Regions from separate parts of the Mus musculus genome. Here regions 2 and 3 are each linked to region 1. A link is a contact called in public HiChIP or PLAC-seq data. All regions are on one chromosome and are shown on one strand. Each heading gives the region's core, a stretch centred on a gene start, on an enhancer-like site or on the middle of the called end of the contact. The rest is flanking DNA. Distances are from core to core; before and after follow the strand shown. Region 1 has its middle 17 kb from the start of Cstad. Region 2 has its middle 14 kb from the start of Tor1b. Region 3 overlaps Tor1b (torsin family 1, member B).

Region 1 (2,700 bases), core at 189-2,688:
CAGTTCACAGCCACCATAAACTGCAAATATCAAGATTGAAAACACAGCTACTGGACAATGGTCTTGACTATTACAGCCGGGTCCCACAGGACAGTGCAGAGAGCAGCCAGCTTGCCTGGAGGCTGTGGAAGATACCACAGAGTGTATCACTGACCTAGGAAAAGATCAAAGTCCAAGGCATGGTTTGTATGGACTGCAAGATACTTTCATGCCATTAGATTCAAACAAACAAACAAACAAACAACCCCAGTAAACACAGGTTGATGGGAAAGGGTTTATTGTGTCTAACAGTTTGAGAGCGTCATTCTGTCCTAGTGAGAAAGATGTGGTAGCTGAAGAGGCTACAGGAGCAGGAAGCTGGATGCTGAAACTGCATCTGCAGCAGGAAGCAGAGAAGAAGCAGATGGTTAGGTTAGACCATAAAGCCTAGAGGCCTCCCCTCAGTTACCCTTCCTCCTCCTCCTCCTTGAATCAAGTGTTCAAACACACATGCCTGAAGAAGACATTTGCCATCCAAACTCTAACACTGCAAAAGGTAATCAAAAGGGTGTGGTTCTCTTAGCAATGCAGAAGCAAAATGACAGATTACAGAGACAACAAGGGAGAACACAGAATGCAGGACTCACCCACCAAGAAGACAGCAACAGTCTAGTGCCTGAGACAGTGTCAGCAAAATCCAAAGGGGGTGGGGGGTGAGGGGTGGGGGGGCGGGGGGGCGGGGGGAGAGAAATGAATAAATGTATGATTGCAAAACCCTCTCTCAACTCAAAGGACCATGACTCAAAACTGGCCACCAGCTGCAATCTCCCTGTCATTTATGGAACTCTGTATCAGCCAGAATAACACTATTTTCAAGGGCACAGAACACACAGGCTTACATTGGACCAGCAAGATGGTGCGGGAGGTTAAAGGGGTCTGTGGCCAAGCCTGGTACCTAGGTTTGATCTACTACAGAGTAGGCAGGAATGAACCCTTGAAAGTTGTTTTCTGCCTTCCATGTGTGGTATGGTGTAGGTCTTCAAGTACATACATACATACATACATACATACATACATACATTCATACATGTTTTAAAGGCTACATCCTAGCCTCAAATAAACCTGTCAGTTTAGAAGAAATACAACCATTTAGAGTGTGTTCTCTGATGTAACAGACTCTAAGTAGGAAGCAATACCAGAATGGACTTCCAAGACTCAGAAACTAAACAACTCCTCCCCTAAATAACTTGTAGGTCAGAAAAGCCAAAACAAAACAAAACAAAAATAGCTTTTAGGGGTTTTTGTTTGTTGGTTGGTTAGCTTGTTTGTTTGGTTTGGTTTGGTTTGGTTTTTATGATGCAAGGTCTTGTTTGGTTTCAGACCCTGGGACTAGGTGCTGAGGTGCATATTTTACATATCAAAAGCAGATCGGGCCTTCAGGTTCTCCCATCATCCCTCAGTCCCTACCTGGCACACCCTGATCCTACTCCCGAGCTTTCAAGCCCTGGGGCTGGGTTGCCCTTCCCTCCAGAGGCTCCTCTCTATATAATCCAGACATTTTGGTCTCTCCCATCCCCTCTCTACACTCATTCTTTCTGTCTCTTCCCCCTCTCCTCCCCTCCCTCCCCATGGTGGCTTCCCCTGGCCTCCTTCCTTGGGAGTTAGTGAATTTGCCTGCCTGAGAGCAACTTCCCAATAAATCTGCATTTAATATAATCTAATCTGGTTTGAATTGGCTCATCTCACCAGCTGAGAAATAATTTATCAGATAGTGCCAAACCCCGGGAAAGGTTGAGTGCCCAGTCTGATGGCTGGGTTCTTCCCTGGCCTCGCGGAGGGACCGCTTCTTTCTCTCCACAGGAAACATCAACTTCAGCCTCTGTGAGTAACTACCTCCCAGAAGCCCTCAAGCAACAAGTGCTCCTTTCCAGTCCAGGGCTCTTGGAGCTTTCCCTGCCGAGTCAGGGCCTCACCAGAGATAGCAAAGAACAGGTGTTTGTTTGGGGAAATCTTTGATACAAAGACGTTTGGTCTGAGGTTACGGCCTCCATATTAACCATTAGATCCCAGACTATTGAATGGGTCGCCAGTTCCCATAGTCTCAGGATCTCTGGGAAATGCTGGGTCTAAAACTGATCGCAGATGCCTCTTGTATGTCTGCTGCAAAATTTACCCAAATTGGCCTGAACTTCCAATGTCTCAAATTTTGGCAACTGCACTCTTGCCCCTCAACTCCTTCACCTCATTGAGCGCAGGGCTCCAGGTACCGCCTAGCCCCACCCAGCCTCCACCCTTCTCCTGCTCATGAGCAGCCCCCGCAGCAGCAGTGGTGACTTCAACAGTAATGGTGAGCGAACATTTTAAATCACCCACGCTGGCCACAGTCAATAAACAGCATGTGCTTGGCCGCCATCTTGACTTTGGGAAAAAGGAACTGTGGCTTCACCACCATCTTGGTTAAGGGCAGTCACGTGATTGGCAGCCATCTTTGCTATGGAAAAGTCAGACCTTCACAGCAAGCAACTCCAATTTATACTGTTTGTTTCTTTCTTCTTCTACCAGCTGCCTCGGCCCAGAATTTACCTTCCGGCTTTCTAGCCACTAGATTTATTTAATGAGCTATCAAAACAGCACCTCCACGAGTTCATGTTTAAAAAAATAAGGTATATTTAATAATCAAATGCTTTCAAGGTCGAGAATGGGCAACTTGATTCAAGCTAA
Region 2 (2,700 bases), core at 57-2,556, 360 kb before region 1:
GCCAACCAGGATGTCAGTTCCAAGGGACATCTCGGGAGTTAAAACTATCCTCGACCCCTACTCAAATGGACGTCTCTCTCCAAATGGCTTCTTACATTGGTGCAAGTGTCTCTCTTATGCTGGGTCCATCCCAGGGGCAGCTTATGAACAACCATAAAAGCTCACACACAGGGCAGGAAGTGCTGAGGCGAGGTCGGTTCAGGTCCAAGCTTACTGCGGCTAACTATACAAAGCAGTTCCAGCTGACCTCTACGTGATTGGATCCCAAGATCACCAAAGCCCAGCACATCACAGAATCTGCAATTCATTCAGGCATGAGAAAGTCTCCTAGTAACAGTACATGAGAAAGCTTCCTAATAACAGCACATGGGAAGGTTTGCTTATACCATTGGTAACAGCACAAAATGGCAGGCTAGGCAGGCAGCAGCTATCTAGGCCTCAACATTTTACCTAGACCCTAACAGTCAGGTCTCCTAGAACTGAAGTTACAGGTGGTTGTGAACTGCCATGTGGGTGCTGGGAACTGAACCCAGGTTCTCTACAAAAGCAACAAGTATTGAATGATTATTTTATTTATTTATTTATTTATTTATTTATTTAGGTTTTTCAAGACAGAGTTTCTCTGTGTAGCTCTGGCTGTCCTGAAACTCACTCTGTATATTTATTTATTTATTTATTTATTTTTAAAATTAAACATTTTAAGTTTAATTGCCTTGTATAGCCGGAGGCTGGAGCTGTATGGGAGGAAACAGCGAGAGAAATAACGAGACCAAGACAAAATTTCTGATCCAGGCCCAATGTTTACTAAGAGTCTGTGCTTATAAAGGAGGGAGGCCCATCCCCTGCCACGCCAGGCTTCTTGATGCTTTGCTGCCAAGTTGTTAGCACTTGGTCTGCCAGAGCTGTTAGCACTAGGTCCAATCAACAGGTTGTCAGCTTAACTCAGGAATATCTCAGGAAGACAGGTTCAGCCTCTCAGTGGGGCATCTTGGAGAAGAACACAGGTGGCAGAACAATAGACCTGGGTCGGAAGACTCCACCCTCCATGGTCTCATTCACAGCTGCAGAACAGGTCTGAGTCGGCCTGCTCAAGGCTGGGGGAGGCTATAGCCTTGAACTGAGCAATGATTGCTCCATTCTAAACCTCCCAGGCAGCCAGGCTTCCTCCCAGACCACATTCCCATCTTACTTGCAGTTTTCCCATCCTTTTTGCTCTCTTCTCCTGAGGCTTCCTGGACCTGTCCTCATGGCTCCCCTCCTTCCTTCCTGTCCCTTTCTCCACCCCTCCTAGAAACGGGAGTCCCACCTTATTCTCTCTAAAGCTCTATATTGGCTCCTTGGCTTTTATTGGCAGGGCAGAGAACGAATGAATGAGGAGCAATGTTTAAGCAAACTTGGGACAGGAGCATCTAAGGATAACATAAAGAAGCCACAGCCACGTGGAAACCAGGTAGTGGGATAGAGAGATCAGCATGTGAGATAATGCAAGGGTAAACTTTACACAGTGGGGAGAACATTTGGCAGACAAACAAGCGCTCTGAACTGCTCAGCCATCTTTCCAGCTCCCATTTTTTTTCTTCTTTTAATTACATTTGGCCAAATGTGGTGGCACATGCCTTTAATCCTAACACTTGGAATGCAGAAGTAGGAGAACCTCTATGAGGACGACAACAGGCTGGTCTACATCATGAGTTCCAGATCAACCAGAGCTACAGACAAACAAACAAAAAATTACATTTATTTACTTTATTGTGTATATGTATGGGTGTGCGTGTATGTCACAGTGCAAGTGTGGAGGTTAGAGGACAGCTTTTGGGAGTTCATTTTCCCTTTTGTGATGGCTGTTCTTGCTTGTCAACATGACTACATATGGAGTTAACTAAAACCCAGGCTGCTGAGTATACCTGTCAGGGACTTTCCTTGATTGGATAGTTTGAGGTGGGGAGAACCACCTTAAATCTGGGCCACACCTTCTGTTGGCAGTCTATTCAAAGGACATGGAAGCAGGAAACTGGCTCTTTGCTGTTTGCCCTCGCTCTCACTGCCACGTCCGTTTCCGTTTCCCCCATGGACTGAACAACTGATGGATTCTTGGACGTTGTGTTGGTGAACGGCCATTGTTGGACTAGTGTAGGCATAGTGTTGTGCACTGAGTAAAGATTATTCTTGTGTTATGCAAACGCTGATTGTCTGTCCTCACATCCTGTTTCAGTCCCGGCACAGCATTGTGCTGCTTATACCAAGAATCTACTGTCTCAAGTTTGTGTAAACAATTCTTTTTTTATTATTATTAGATATTTTCTTTATTTACATTTCAAACGCTATCCTGAAAGTTCCCTATACCCTCCCCCCGCCCTGCTCCCCTACCCACCCACTCCCACTTCTTGGCCCTGGCGTTCCCCTGTACTGGGGCATATAAAGTTTGCAAGTCCAATGGGCCTCTCTTTCCAGTGATGGTCGACTAGGCCATCTTCTGCTACATATGCAGCTAGAGACACAAGCTCTGGGGGTACTGGTTAGTTCATATTGTTCCACCTATAGGGTTGCAGACCCCTTCAGCTCCTTGGGTACTTTCTCTAGCTCCTCCATTGGGGGCCCTGTGTTCCATCCAATAGTTGACTGTGAGCATCCACTTCTGTATTTGCCAGGCACTGGCATAGCCTCACAGGAGACAGCTATACCAGGGTCCTGTCAGCAAAA
Region 3 (2,761 bases), core at 249-2,748, 380 kb before region 1:
ACGTGGTTGTGAGCAGCCTGAGGCGTACTGGGACCCAACTCAGGTCCTCTGCAGTGAGCAACAAGTGTTCATGTTGGTTTGTTTTCGTGTAACATGGTTTCTCTGTTTAGCCCTGGCTGTCCTGGAACTCACTCTGTAGACCAGGCTGGCCTTGAACTCAGATCCACCTGCCTCTGCCTCAGGAGTGCTGGCATTAGAGGTGTGCACTGTTAAAGGCATTCTTAACTAATGAGCCCCAAAGGTGTCCCCTTATGTCACCCTGCCCTTGCTGTCCCTGCTGCATCCCAAGGCAGTACTCATGGGCAGTTCTCAGCTTGTCTCTCTTCCTCACTGTATGGAGATGGGTAGCATGGCCCCCAGTGAACACCTGGTAATTATCCTGTCTGGACCGATCATTGTTATGTGTCACCTTTCTGTCTTTCCCAGGTGGCTTCTGGCACAGCAGCCTCATTGACCGGAACCTCATAGATTATTTTGTCCCCTTCCTGCCCCTGGAGTACAAGCACCTGAAAATGTGCATCAGAGTGGAGATGCAGTCCCGAGGCTATGAAGTAGATGAGGACATCATCAGCAAGGTAGCGGAAGAGATGACGTTCTTCCCCAAGGAGGAGAAGGTCTTCTCTGACAAGGGCTGCAAGACTGTGTTCACCAAGCTGGACTACTACCTGGATGACTGAGGCCGGCTGCCAGGGCTGTGTCAGTCCGCTCCTCCCCAGAAGAGGCTTGGACACTTCCTGCTGAGGTTAGCGGGAGAATCCTGTTTCTGCTCCTCAGAGCCTGCAGGTGACCGCGCTGTAGGGACCACAGATGCAACATGGACCTGAAGCTCCTGGAGCCTCCAGAGATGAAAGCAGCTCCCAGCATTCTGGACTTGTGATTTTTTTAAAATTATGTTTTAATTTCAGGTGTTTCTGTTTTGAGGCAGAACAAGTAAGTTTTACTGCAAATGTGATAACGTTTTATTTAAAATGGTTTTTAATACTATAAGAAGCTTTCAGCGGTGGCTTTGTGTGTCTTTTGAAACTGTTGGATGACATTACCAGTATTTCTACTTCAGAAACCCAAGCCTGGACATCTGCTGCATGGATGGAATGGTTATCTCAGGAACAAGGGGCCTGAAGCAGCCCTGCCAGGGGCCATAGAGTGGTTAGGTGAGACTGGATCACAGATGTGCCTCTGTGCTCTTCTCTGGACTCCTTAGTAATAAGACAAGTGAGTTTTCCCGGCAGTGGTGGCGCACGCCTTTAATCCCAGCACTTGGGAGGCAGACAGGCGGATTTCTGAGACCAGCCTGGTCTACAGAGTGAGTTCCAGGACAGCCAGAGCTACACAGAGAAACCCTGTCTCGGAAAAAAAAAAAAAAAAAAAAAAAAAGAGAGAGAGAAACCCTGTCTCAAAAACAACAGAAAGCCCATTTGTCTTAATGACCCTGAGTGGTCGTCAGTTCCACTCCAGATGCCAGGCTTGACAGAGCTCTAGAGAGGCTTGTTTTATGCAGCACAAAGCGCCTGCTAAGGGGCAGGGCTCCTGTAGGTGTGGTTGTCATTCAAGGCCTTGACAGGGCTGGGTTTAGCAGGGAGAAAAGGGCCTGACGTCAAAACAAGGTCAACTGCCGGCAGGACCACACTCTGCCTCTGCTACCAGCCTGTTCAAGGCCCCTTTTCAGGCGGCCCAGGATTCCCAGTGATGGTTCCAAGTCCCCAGGAAACATGTCAGGTCTTACCACCCATCTGAAGATGGAGCCCAAGCACTGAGCCCTGACTGAGGAGCATGGCTTCCTGTCCTGCTGAGGCCTGTCTTTGTAGATGTGGCCGCATGGGACAGGTGGGCACTGTGTCAGGCTCCCAGACACCAACTAAGGAAGGGAGCAGCAGCATGTCAGTACGGAGGCTTACCCTTCCAGACTGCTCTGTCCTGTGGCAGCCATGTATCGGTACTGCCAAGAAGCGAGGTTAGCACAGTTACGCCGAGATCTGGCCAACAGACAGACCTAGAATCGGGTTCTCTTGTCAGTTCTGGGCAGGAAGATCCAGCAACTCGGTCTCTCAGCAGTGGCCAGGTATCAGACCGTGATAAAAGGCATCTCTGAGTAGGAAAAAATGACACCACAGCATCCAGAATACCACAAACTCCAAGGCACTGAGTGTGAGGGCCAAGAGTAGGGCACAGAGCCTGCGTCGAGTTCTGACCCAGACCCAGCAGTTGCGGATTGCTCACAGTTGGGGGGATGTTATGTGGTAGGAAAGCCTGACTCTGGTAGCTCCTATATCTTGCTACCCAGCCTGTCTAGCTGGCTCTGAGCTCCAGAGCCTGTTTGGAAGGTGGAGAAATAAGAAAGGTGCCCAAGTTGGCATATGTAGAGATGTGATTGCCTGCCCCTTGTGTATGTAAACACAGCACAGAAAAAGCCCTTACCTACCCGAGGAAGCTCTCCAGCACCAGATATTGCCTCGTCCTATGTGTGTGGGTAACAGCATTCAAAGCAAACATTGATTTCTGCGTGATGGGGTCAACCTGCACATGCAGGTGAGGAAGGCCGCGGGCCGCTCCAGAGCCTTGATTCTGAGCTCCGTGCACTACCACACAGACAAGGAAAAGCTCAGGAAAGTTACGTCTCGCAATGCTTTTATTATCTTGCGTCCATCTCTGTTCTCACAGGGAGGCTGGGGCAGGCCACACCAGGCCTTTCAAAGTTGGAGATCAGTAACAGCAGTCCAAAGGTGGCCAACACGTGTCCACGTATTACATCACTGTAAACAGA

The links. HiChIP or PLAC-seq counts read pairs in DNA pulled down with a chosen protein or histone mark.
Region 2: a contact with region 1 is called in an H3K27ac HiChIP or PLAC-seq map of embryonic stem cells, with 5 read pairs. The contact joins two enhancer-like sites. A contact is called at or near these places in 1 of 39 promoter capture datasets (hippocampal neurons), 4 of 115 datasets of contacts at active chromatin or transcription factors (bone marrow-derived dendritic cells, bone marrow-derived macrophages and embryonic stem cells) and 1 of 9 other capture datasets (adipose tissue).
Region 3: an H3K27ac HiChIP or PLAC-seq map of embryonic stem cells shows a contact between it and region 1, with 3 times the contacts expected there. The contact joins two enhancer-like sites. A contact is called at or near these places in 3 of 39 promoter capture datasets (cranial neural crest, frontonasal cranial neural crest and second pharyngeal arch cranial neural crest) and 2 of 115 datasets of contacts at active chromatin or transcription factors (embryonic stem cells and large pre-B cells).

What each region holds. Positions count from the first base shown.
Region 1 is chr2:30,576,954-30,579,653 of GRCm38.p6, reverse strand. No RefSeq gene overlaps it. Among named protein-coding and RNA genes, the nearest start is that of Cstad, 17 kb to the left of the region's middle. Within about 2 kb of position 1,438, at least 9 of the 459 cell types and tissues checked have an H3K27ac peak or open chromatin away from gene starts, as enhancers often do. A contact at or near this core is called in embryonic stem cells, where this site is marked.
Region 2 is chr2:30,937,262-30,939,961 of GRCm38.p6, reverse strand. No RefSeq gene overlaps it. Among named protein-coding and RNA genes, the nearest start is that of Tor1b, 14 kb to the left of the region's middle. Within about 2 kb of position 1,306, at least 15 of the 459 cell types and tissues checked have an H3K27ac peak or open chromatin away from gene starts, as enhancers often do. A contact at or near this core is called in embryonic stem cells, where this site is marked.
Region 3 is chr2:30,958,863-30,961,623 of GRCm38.p6, reverse strand. Tor1b (torsin family 1, member B) reads right to left here. Exons shown (of 5, transcript NM_133673.3): 5 at 2,609-2,761. It overlaps Tor1a (torsin family 1, member A (torsin A)), which reads left to right. Exons shown (of 5, transcript NM_144884.2): 5 at 427-1,063. The coding sequence ends at 677. Among named protein-coding and RNA genes, the nearest start is that of Tor1b, 7.2 kb to the right of the region's middle. Within about 2 kb of position 1,498, at least 12 of the 459 cell types and tissues checked have an H3K27ac peak or open chromatin away from gene starts, as enhancers often do. A contact at or near this core is called in embryonic stem cells, where this site is marked.